Regions from separate parts of the Zea mays genome. Here regions 2 and 3 are each linked to region 1. Evidence: chromatin contacts called from public Hi-C data. All regions are on one chromosome and are shown on one strand. Each heading gives the region's core, a stretch centred on a gene start, on an enhancer-like site or on the middle of the called end of the contact. The rest is flanking DNA. Distances are from core to core; before and after follow the strand shown.

Region 1 (3,660 bases), core at 320-2,819:
ATGAAAGTAGAGCGGAGGGTAGACATATTGGTCACTGGAGTAGTCTTTCATTAACTGGTCATGGACGGTTTCACGATCCTGGTTGATATAGCTTTGATGTTATGTCCTTCGTCTCCACCTCGTTGCAGACTCGGAGGAAAGCTTTATTACCACATCCATCATAGTTTGATGCAATATATCGAGTACCTCATCTTCGGTCATCTCAACATCCGAGCTTGAGAAAGACATGATGATAAAGGTAGAGTGAGATGACTACAATATAAAGTGGTAAGAGCGTTTTGAAGAGTATGGGATGTGAATGAACTCACACACTCCTGCATTATTTATAGGTCGAATTTTAGTTTTTTCTACTTTTTAAAATTTCAAATAGTTTAAACTAATCATAAACTTCCACGTGGCAACATGTAGTCGATACTAATTGGTCGAAGTTGGTATCAAACGGTTCCCCAGAGCGCGAGTCAGAACAAGCCAACCGATCAACGGCCCCACCGACCAGACATTTGAATCGACCGATATTAGGACCGAAGCGAACGGTACCGATCGACCGTGTCGTCACATCATCGACGTGTGTTGGATCTAGTCAAAGAAGACTAGAAAGCTCAAAGGGGACCACAACCCATGCTCAAGTGCCCATCCATCGGTCTAGCCCACTGCCACAAGGCATAGGCTAAGGTTGACCCGAGCCTTTTCATGCTATATCTATCACCATATCAGCTATAGATCAGTCTATATCGATCATCATCAACTTTTATCTTTCAGCCTATAATAATGAAGTCTTCTCATCACCATTTTTACAGACTTTTAATTAACATAAAATGCAATGTTTTATTAAAATAAAATACATATGCTATCTATACCACTATATAATTCACCAAAACCAAATCACCCCACAACCATAACCTCCACTAAATCCACCAAATAAATTACATCCAGACTTTAACAATCAAAACCAACGATTCGGATTGCTGGATAATCCTCTCTCCCTTTCTCACTAAAAATCCAATGGACAATATTAGTTGGATCATCTTTCATCCCTCCTTCCCTGCGACCCCGCCGTTCCTCCCCTCACTCGCGGCACCACCATCATCATGGATCCCTCCTCTCACCTCTCCGAGATCGTAACATTAGCGCTGACTATATACTGGTGTAATTAAGACAATAAAATTACATAATTCTCAACAACAATTAAATATTACATAACTCAAACATAATAATAAAAATATACAAGTTATAAATAAAATTATATAACTTAAACATAAAAATAAAAAACTAATAATTAATAAATAAAATCTAATTTATAGATCAGATTATAGGACTTTTTTATTTCTCAATTTCAAATGGTTTAAAAAAACAATTAATTAACGTGATATCAATTAAAACACGCCATTTTGCTACGCTGAGCGTTATCGACCAATTCATCCAATAGTGGATACTTTGTCTCCAAGTCTCAAAACCCAATTCGACCCACTTGGAACCGGCCTTGTTCCCCGTTGGATCCAGCCTAATAAAATTCCCCATTCCAACACACACAGATCTCGCATCCCGGCAGTGGCGACGAATCTCGCGGGGCGGAGGTGGTGGCGCGACAGAGGCGGTGTCGACTCCGACGAACTCGCAGCCACCGGTGGATACGCACCAGCAGCACCGGCGCACTCCACCGACGTATGTTGTCGCCTCAGGCTCCTCTTCCCTTCAACATTTTCTTGCTCGATTTCGATCACCAACAGTCCAGCCACTTGGAGCACTGATTTGTAGTTCCGTTTAGCTTAACGGATAGGATTCGCCAACTCTCCGCCTGGCCCTTTGCCGGCGACGAGCGTAAAACAGGCAAGGCCGCCCCTTAGCTCCCTTTACGGCCATGCGCAACCGAGCACACCATTTCTGGCCAGATCCAGGCGTCCTTCCGCCGCTCTGTTATCTTTCATGGCGACCACTGCATGTCATGGGTAGAGGCTCCTCTAGATCCGGGCCGCCTCTGCCAATTTACTTTTCGGTGTACTCTCCTAGATCCAGGCTGCCTTTGCCAATTTCCTTGCATGTTCGGGTGCTATGCACGTCGACACTTTTTTCGGGCCCGTTTAAAATGTGCTACCCTGAATCTGAATGATATCAAGGGTTTGTTGTTTTGGATGACTTTCTGAAGTTCTTTTTTGATCTTTGTTTACTTTCATTGACCTCGAACGATGTGATGACTGTAGTAAAACATCAGCTTTGCACCAGTGCGATGCTGTAGATATATGTCCTTGATAATGTGTTAATAACACAGTTGAACTAAATATGATACAAAAAAATGGCTGTTTAAGGACCTTGATTTGTTTGCTTGTAAATGTCGTTGGCCAACTAACTTAAAACCATTGTGGCCCTCTTCTAATTGTTTTCTGCATCATATGATACAACTATTTAGTGTTGATTTATGTACAAACTTATTTGAGTATAAGTGGCATATTTAGGGTGTGTTTGGTAGGGATCTATATTTTCATAGAAACATTTTGGACGGCGAATTAGAATCACTAGACTGTTTGGCTGCCTCTAGCGCAATGATTAAGGCTTCCGAGTATCACCTCCAGGTCCCGGGTTCGATCTCCCTCGGGGCGAGAATTTCGGGCTTGGTTAAAAAAATTCCCTCGTTATGCCCCACCCACTCCCGGGTTACGTCCTGCGCGCCACCCTCCGGCTGGGCCAGTGTAGAGTGGGCGGTGACGGCCCGCTAGTGATGTGTGGGGGGGGGGGGGGGGCAGGTTTCGGGGATTTTCTTGGCCCGGACCATGTTTCGGTCTCTTCTTAATATAATACCGGGAGGTCGGTCTTTCCCTCACCGGCCGAGTTTTTTCTGATTCAAAAAAAGTTTTTTTTCAGTCAATCCTTTTTTGTGGGTGAAGAACAACATAAATACAACCCATTTTTAACATGTACTTAAAAAGGATTAACTGAAAAGACGACGTCAGAAGAAGAAGCAAAATCGTTGTGGAACCACGTTTTCACCGTTTCATGATTGTAGGCGGCATGCTGCGATGCGAATCATTCCAAGCAGAAACCTTTTGCTGGTGTGCTGTTTGGCTCTGATTTTTTCTATCGATTCTTTTAAGAATCAGAAAACAATTCACTTTAGTCAAACACACCCTTAATTTGAGATCGCATTACAGGGGCAAACCAGTTGCCTTGTCTTGTCTTTGATAGCTACTGTTGATTGCTTTAAGTGACTGCAATTACCCCTTCATTTTTCCCGGTTCTCACAATCATTAATCATGCTGTATTATTGTTGTGTTTGCTTTGCTGATTGTGTAATTGTTTTCACGTGACAGGTTCATATTTAAGGACTTGGTTTGGATAGTTCTACTCGTCAACAAAAGTGATTAAAAATGGTATGGCTAGTTGGTTTCATTGTCTTTTTTACTTTTAATCCTTTTGCTACTCGTTAGGTAGTGCTAATAAACTGACTTAGCTTTCTGATTTCAAAGATTTTTTTTATACATTTATCCCTTTGCTATCATTGAGTTACTATATCTTGTTTCTGATAGGTCTGATTTTTTTTTTATCTTTTGTGTACCACTAGGTGGTTCTTGCAGCTTCAATCGTTTCAAAGTCGGGGAAAGGTATGATGCTTCAATTAGTCAGATCCTTTATTATTGCTGATTTGCAAGGGAGTTGATTTTGTAACTT
Region 2 (3,660 bases), core at 726-3,225, 200 kb after region 1:
ACTCAAGTCGTTGGAGTGAAAGAATTCGTGTGTTTTTTACTTGCCGTCTCTGTACCATACTGCATCGTGTATGTTTCTACTTACATTCTCTGGACCATACTGCATCTTTTTTCCCCCTAATCTATGTACATCTTCATTGTCATGGTTAAGTCAGATGCCTCAAGGGCATTGGATGCGAGGATCATGTGTTGTATTGAAAATTTTCCATGGAACCATTTTTGGAACTTTATGGGCTGATTGCTACTAAGATTTCGAGTTGTCAGGTTGTACCGACTTGGAAAGTTTGAAGTTTGCCTGTTCTGGTAGTTCTGTGGCCACTGCCCTTGAGGAGGGTGTTCCGGTGTGTTACGTGCATTGTCTTTGACTCGTTGCCCTTGAAAGAGTGGCCAAAACGAGTATAGCAAGAGCAGAATCTCAAATTGTTGGTGCTTAAGCTTGTACTGTGTAGGCTCATTTGTGCTTTGGTAGGCTCTTTGTTTTGTAACGTAAACAACGCTCCAATCTATTTGATTTACCGTTCTTGTCAAGTTACATCATGCTTGTCGGTCATTGTTGGTTATATATATGCAGACAAGATATCAAGAAACTCTATACGTTCAATTCCATATAGACAGACAGTACTGCTGGGATGCATGTCGTTTTTGACAGACGTGTGTGGATGGATTCCCGCATTGGATAAGTTCGTTACAACTTTGGGTTCTACGTTCAGCCAGCGAGCATTCTCCTTTCACAAATGCTGAGCTGCTCTGCATTGGTTCCATGGTCGGTATGGAGCGTTGACCGTGGTTTTTTAGATGGCAACCCGGGCGGATGATGACGTGGACATTGAAATTGTGTCTTCACGGACTGTTCAGCTCAGAGTTGCACCGGTGCGACCGACGTGGCCGTGGCCGTGGCGTCTGGTTTCGATAGACAATTCAAACACTTGAACACCAAATACCGCAAACTACTCAACAGCTAGCATCATGAATTGGTCTCATGTTCACAGATCAGGAAAAAGAAAGGATTCCTAGACACATGATGAGGGCTCCTTTGAATTGCAAGATTTTTTCCACTTCCTGGGTTGCGTTTTTTCTGTGAAAATAAACTGTTCTGTAAAAAATCTTATATGATTTTTCCGAAATTCCTACAAACCAACCCACCCAGGGCAACAAGATCACCGCAAATAACTTGCTCAAAGTCCGCGAAATAAACAAAAATTAAAGGACGAGGAAAAATAGCTAATCGCCGGCTCCGACTCGATCGATGCACAAGTGTATATATAGCCAGCTAAATCAGCAAGGCAGTCCTAATAATCACCGCCGGCTGAAGGCTGCGTCATGAGTCACGACGAGGCCGCCGCCTCGGCATCATAGCCGCGGCAGCGCGGGCTCTCGGCGAAGTCGTCGATCGGGAACGACGTGGCGACGGGGCCGATGTAGAAGCTGAGCGTCTCCCCGGCGCGGTCCACCTCGCCGACGCCGAGCCACAGGAACAGCACCTTCACGCTGATCCCCCGCAGCGCCGTGAGCGAGCCGGCGGCGACGGACCCGGACACGCGCGCCTCGTAGCGGACCAGCCACGTCCTCGCCAGCAGGAACTCGCAGGCCCGCGGGAAGTACACCTCGAAGGCGCCGTCCGCGCCGAGCTCGTACCCTGTCACGCCCGCCGGCAGGATGCCCCGCGGGAAGCCGTACCGCTCCAGCATCTCGTACGCCGTCGGCGACGTCTCGGTCGCGTTGCCGCCGCCTCCGGACGCCTCGGCGGCTGCTTCTTCTGCTACGGCCGTGGCCGCCAGCAGCAGGAGCAGCATGAGGGAGTAGTAGCTGCTGGCCATGGAGGAGCAGAGCAGAGCAAAGTAGGTGGGGGGACTGGCTCCTCCGATTATTCCGAGCTGGCTGCTAGTGTTTGCGCTTCGCTTACTTGTCCTTTGGAATCTGGAATGGCTTGGTGAGTTGCTATTGGATGGATCTATGTCGTGCTGTTCGGGTAGTGATGATTTTTTTTTCTTCTACGTACTATTTAATCTGTTCGTATTTTGACGGGGCGTATATTCCCTAATTAATTAGTTGAGGTTGATGTAATTGACCAATCATACAAGAGGTTGTACTTGTCACGTTGTGGCAGTTGGCTGGCCACTCGGGGGGTGTCGATTATCTTCTCATAAACTAACGCAGCCCACGGCGGTTGTCTTTGATTCGAGAGGGCCGCACAAAGAGCCCCCTTTAAGGTGGCTCGGTGGTTCATTTTCAGAATGAAACATAAAATTTTCTTTTAAATTAAAAATAACTCGTACTACCGAAATCCGGACCTTTGCCGAGTGTTAGGATCTTTGCCGAGTATTTTTTATCGGGCACTCGGCAAAGTCCTGCATTCGGTAACGTGCTCGTTTGTCGATTGCAGGACACTCGGTACAGAAATACACTCGGTAAAGAAGTCTTTGTCGAGAGCCGAACACTCGGCGAAGGCGTCGCTCGGCAAAGAGCCGTCAGCGGCCGTCTAAAGCTGACAGCCGTTAACCTTTGTCGAGGGTCAAGAGTTGGCACTCGGCAAAGACCTCTTTACCGAGTGCCTGTTTTGGGGCACTCGGCAAAGTATATTTTTATTTTTTTTTTATTTTTGTCAACCAAACTTTTTGTGGTATGTTCCTACACTATGTAAATCTATATGTATCATTTTGGGACAATTATAACAATGTTTTCAATAGCCAGTAGATTTAGTTCGTTTATTTGCCGATTGTCTAGTATAACACATGCAATCTCTTCTCTGTACAGGACCAATCCGGGGCAGCATCCAACAACCCTCATGGTTCGCCCAGCCCAACGTAGCACCAGTCCAACCGCCCACCTCAATGAGAGTTATGTTTTTAGTGTTTAGACTACAAAACTTATGTTGCATACTTATGTCAGAGCTTTAGACTTATGTGTTCATACTTCTGAACTTGTGTTGATACTTCTAAACTTGTGTTGATACTGTTTGTGTTGAGAACTTCTGGACTTATGTTTGTATATTAATGTTTATGTTGGATATTTATGTATGTGATGATATGTGATGTATATATGTGATATCTGTTAAATATCTTTTGTTTGTTTGCATGGAATAGGAAAAACAAATAAAAAAGGTGTGTACTGGTCACTTTGCCGAGTGTTGCCGAGTGTCAGGACCATAGCACTCAGCAAAAAACCAAGACCTGGGCACCGGTATAGGTTCTTTGCCGAGTGTAGTGGCTCTGGCACTCGGCAAAGAGGCACGCTTTGCCGAGTGCTATATAAAGCACTCGACAAAGAACCTGACATGGGGACCCGCTGACGGATTCTTTGCCGAGTGTTGGCCGATAGACACTCGGCAAAGGTAACTTCTTTGCCGAGTGTCACCTAGGACACTCGGCAAACACGCCGTCTCCGTCACCCCGGCGCCGTGACGGCGACTTTTCTTTGCCGAGTACTTCCTGGCACTCGGCAAAGTCTGTGCGAGTGCCCGAGAAAAAGTACTCGACAAAGAAGGCTTTGCCGATGTACTGTGTGTCGAGCCCGCTTTGCCGAGTGCGACACTCGGCAAAGCCTTTTGCCGAGTGTTTTTTAGGCTTTGCCGAGTGCTTCAGACACTCGGTAAAGCCGTCGATTCCGGTAATGACGATTTTAAATGCTTTTTTTAAAAAAAACTTCGGCTCGACTCATTAAG
Region 3 (3,660 bases), core at 537-3,036, 200 kb before region 1:
TCATCATTATCTTCAGTGTTGTTGTCCAATCCATCGAGGTTCACACCATTCATGGGGATTTCTTGAACACTTCGCAAATCATGTGCGGGTAGTGGCAACTGATCCATCCCATTCATGGGGCTGTATGGACCAGATGGCAAACCATGTGCAGTCACAGGCGAATGATCCACTCCATTGAGCGCGCAGTCTGGAGCAGATGGCAAACCAGTTGCAGCCGGTGGCGAATGATTCACCCCATTCTTCGGGCTTTCCGGCGCAGGCGGTGAAGGATCCACACCATTACTGGTGATGTAGTCAAACATTACATTCAACTTATCCTCATGATGTAGACCGCCATGTCGAAATTTCCTTGCACCCGGCAGCTCCTACCAGTAATGAAAAGGAAAGGGTGTCATGCAACTAAAATCACTGAATCAGTATAAAATATGGAATCAGTTTAATTTACGCACAACAAACCTTATTGATCTTCTTCCACCATTCTTCGTCAGCAACAAATGTCCCCTTTGCTGTGTCCCAGGGTAAACCCTTCCCTACTACAAGCAACTTCCTCCAGGTGATGTAATCATTCTTAAACTTGTCCCATTTGTTCTTAAGCTGCAATTTTGTATAGAGAAGCTCTGTCCTCTGCTGAAACTTAGCCGCAACTTGGCGGTAACCAATGTTGTTCAGATGCGTGTTTGGCCTGTTCCCAGCCCGAACTTGTTCTTCAAAGAGTTCGCAGACAATCCTAGTGTGTTCATCATTCCACTCGGCTTCTGGCATCTGCACTAACAACACACATTGAATAGCATCAGCAACATACAATTGTGACATGCAAAGTGAGCGATTCTGCAGGCGAACATAGTGATAGATACAACACAACAGCAAACAGAGGTCACTCCCAAAAGATGTCAATCCTAACGCTGTTGTAGAAAATTAGAGACAGTATCTGAACAATAATGCTATATAAAAACTTAAAACGACACTGATAGTGGCTATACTAGGCTACTTTCGTACGATGTTTCAGGTTTAACCTACAATATTTTAATGCTAGAAACTACGAAACAGTGAAGGGCCTGAACAACGACCCTGCACATACAAGACTGCTGTAGAAAGATGTTTAAGCTTTTTTTCTACATAATATTGCACAAACCACATCACAGGAAAGATGAAGGGAGAAGTGTGAAAGTGTATGCGAAAGGCCACATCACTAAACCGCGCACTCATGGAATTAGAGTATAGTGCAAGTTCGACAAGTAAAATGCAAGTGTTCTGTTCAATTGTGCGGGCAGCAAACGTCAGAGAAATTCATTGTATTGAAAATCAATAACCCATCCTGCAGCTAGTTGGTCTCGATGGGTCTGATCACCCGTTCAGGCAAGGAATTTTCTGGAATTTGTTGTTGGATTGCTCGAACCTACCAAAAATTAAGGGCGCAACCGTAGAAACCCTAGCTAGAACAGAGAATTCAATTTCAATCTGCCAAGCAACGTTAGGGCTTCCTTACCCGAACGACGAAAAGGTGAGGACGAATTCGAACCGAGTCCGGTCCGATTCCCGCTCCGCTCAGCAGCGACCCAGCAGCACCAGCGGAGCGCGGCGAGGCGAGGAGGTGATGGCGGCTGCTATCCTAGAGAAATCCTCGCTCGACTGAGCGGCGCGCTATGATTCAATGGGCGTGGGAGCGCGCTCAGCGGAGGGGTCGGTGGTGCGGGCAGGCCGGGTGGGCCGGGAGAAGAAGAAGCAACACCCGCCAGCCGGTCGGTGGCCTCGCCGCGCCGGCGCGGGGGGAAGGGCTGGAGTGTGACGAGGCGGTGATTCGGTGAACGGGGGTGTTCGTTTTTTTAGTTTGTATCAGATGGGATATTTTTAATTAAAGTAACTAATATGCAAGCAGGTACTATGTACAATCACGGTAGATATTTTGATCTATTAAATCTAGATGTAACGCTAGATTATATTTAACATTTAAACCCTTTCATCACCACCTGATATAGCTTTATAAAAAAACTCTCTAACAAATCATAATTGTATCTACCGTTGGATATAGATCTAACGAACTAAAAAGTCTGCTTGCACGCTTGCACCTAGTACCTGCTTACATATTAGTCGTTGTCTTTTATTAATTAGGGCTAGTTTAGAAACCAGAAAACCGGAGAAGATTGGAAGAACTAAGGGTGTGTTTGGTTGAAGAGTTAACTAAAATGGAGAGACTCCATTCCGATTTTTTAGAATAGAGTCGTTCTATTCTACGTTGGCTGTGTGTTTGGTTGAGTTGTGGAGAAAAATATAGTGACTCCATTCCTATTTTTTGGATGTTTGGTTTACAACAAAACAGGAGCGGAATGACTCCTGGAGTCACCATATGGAAATTTAACATAAATAGTTATAATGCTCCTACTCCACAAAAACGATCGGATACGAGCGATCTCTTAGATGTGAGCGCTTTCCTCCCTCTCCTACCCTCTACACTCAATCACTCATATAGATCTCCAACCAAACAGAGAACGGAACGACTCTGCTCTATTCTACTCTTCAACCAAACAAAAAATGGAACGGCTTTGTTCTGTTTGTCAAACACGGAATAAAACGGCTCTATTATCAAAAACTAGAATGGAGCCGCTCTATTCTAGTTGACTCTCCAACCAAATGTGCCTAAAATCCTTTATTATTCAAAATAGTCCTTATAGTGACAATTATGTCGGGGGAAAGATCCCAAACCCCTGGCCCCACTAGTCAGTAGAAGGATGAGAAAAGGATCTGTCTCGAAAGAATCCGATCTCGGATAGTCTTGAGGCATCGAGCCTGGATTCGGACGAGGTGGGGGCCAGAAGGGGGTCGGGCTGATCGAGGGGAAACCACTTGAGTGGATTCTACATTTGATCTAGGATTGACCTGTCGTAAGTGACCGACCGCATTAACTGCACATGACACCGAGCCACAGTGAGAGAGTCGATCCACCTTCCACTCATGACCTATGGGCCCCTAGGCCTACGGCTCGCTCATGACTTACCGAGCCTAGGCCTGAGAGCACTAGCTGTCTACAGGGGCCGCAACACGACAAGTCGCGATGAGACCCAGGCTATGGAGGTCAAGGCTCAGTGTGGCACATAGACGGTAACATTGATGCCGGGGCACTTCGCCACCAATGACGCCAGCCATTGAAGACTGGATGTAGGAACGTTCTGCCTGAACCAGTATAAATCTCGCACCCACTAGGCACACCATCCGGACCATGGAACGTGCACAAACAAATTTATTTATCAGAGCTGTTTCGAAACAACAATAGTTGGCGTGACAGGTAGGAGCCTGGCACATTCTCGACGCTTTCCTCTCCAAGCTCTGGATGGCCAGCCTCGACTTCATCATCAACAGCAAAGGGGAGATGCTCAAGGCCCTGGAAACCCGGCCCCTTCCACCTAGTGACCTCGACACCATCATAGAGGCCCTCGGTGGCCTCCGCCTCGCTCCACAGAAGTAAGACGGGGGGGCAAGGATCGACCTCGCCCTCTAAGAGTGATGAGATAAGATGACAGATCATGATCTATATGGGACCCGACCCATCATACGATGATCTATGGGTCTTCTTCTCGTCCTATGCAAGCCTCTCTGTGTTGTACTGCGGCAAAAGGTCAACCCTCCATGATGGTTGCGGTGACATCCCCGAGGCGTTTTTCCCCC

The links. A called contact is a pair of places that touch in the nucleus more often than the background predicts.
Region 2: a Hi-C map of endosperm shows a contact between it and region 1, with 2.8 times the contacts expected there. The contact joins the promoter of LOC100277374 here to the promoter of LOC541810 in region 1. A contact is called at or near these places in 4 of 25 Hi-C or Micro-C datasets (ear, endosperm, leaf and 1 more).
Region 3: a contact with region 1 is called in a Hi-C map of ear, with 1.8 times the contacts expected there. The contact joins the promoter of LOC100274146 here to the promoter of LOC541810 in region 1. A contact is called at or near these places in 2 of 25 Hi-C or Micro-C datasets (ear and leaf).

What each region holds. Positions count from the first base shown.
Region 1 is chr3:138,955,862-138,959,521 of Zm-B73-REFERENCE-NAM-5.0, forward strand. It overlaps LOC541810 (delta-COP), which reads left to right and starts at 1,570. Exons shown (of 12, transcript NM_001111491.1): 1 at 1,570-1,662; 2 at 3,303-3,362; 3 at 3,554-3,593. The coding sequence starts at 3,360.
Region 2 is chr3:139,158,455-139,162,114 of Zm-B73-REFERENCE-NAM-5.0, forward strand. LOC100277374 reads right to left here and starts at 1,976. Exons shown (of 1, transcript NM_001150954.2): 1 at 1,160-1,976. The coding sequence starts at 1,816. The coding sequence ends at 1,325. It overlaps LOC100280424, which reads left to right. Exons shown (of 12, transcript NM_001361079.1): 12 at 1-228. The coding sequence ends at 19.
Region 3 is chr3:138,756,876-138,760,535 of Zm-B73-REFERENCE-NAM-5.0, forward strand. It overlaps LOC100274146, which reads right to left and starts at 1,787. Exons shown (of 3, transcript NM_001148524.1): 1 at 1,487-1,787; 2 at 457-762; 3 at 1-365. The coding sequence starts at 762.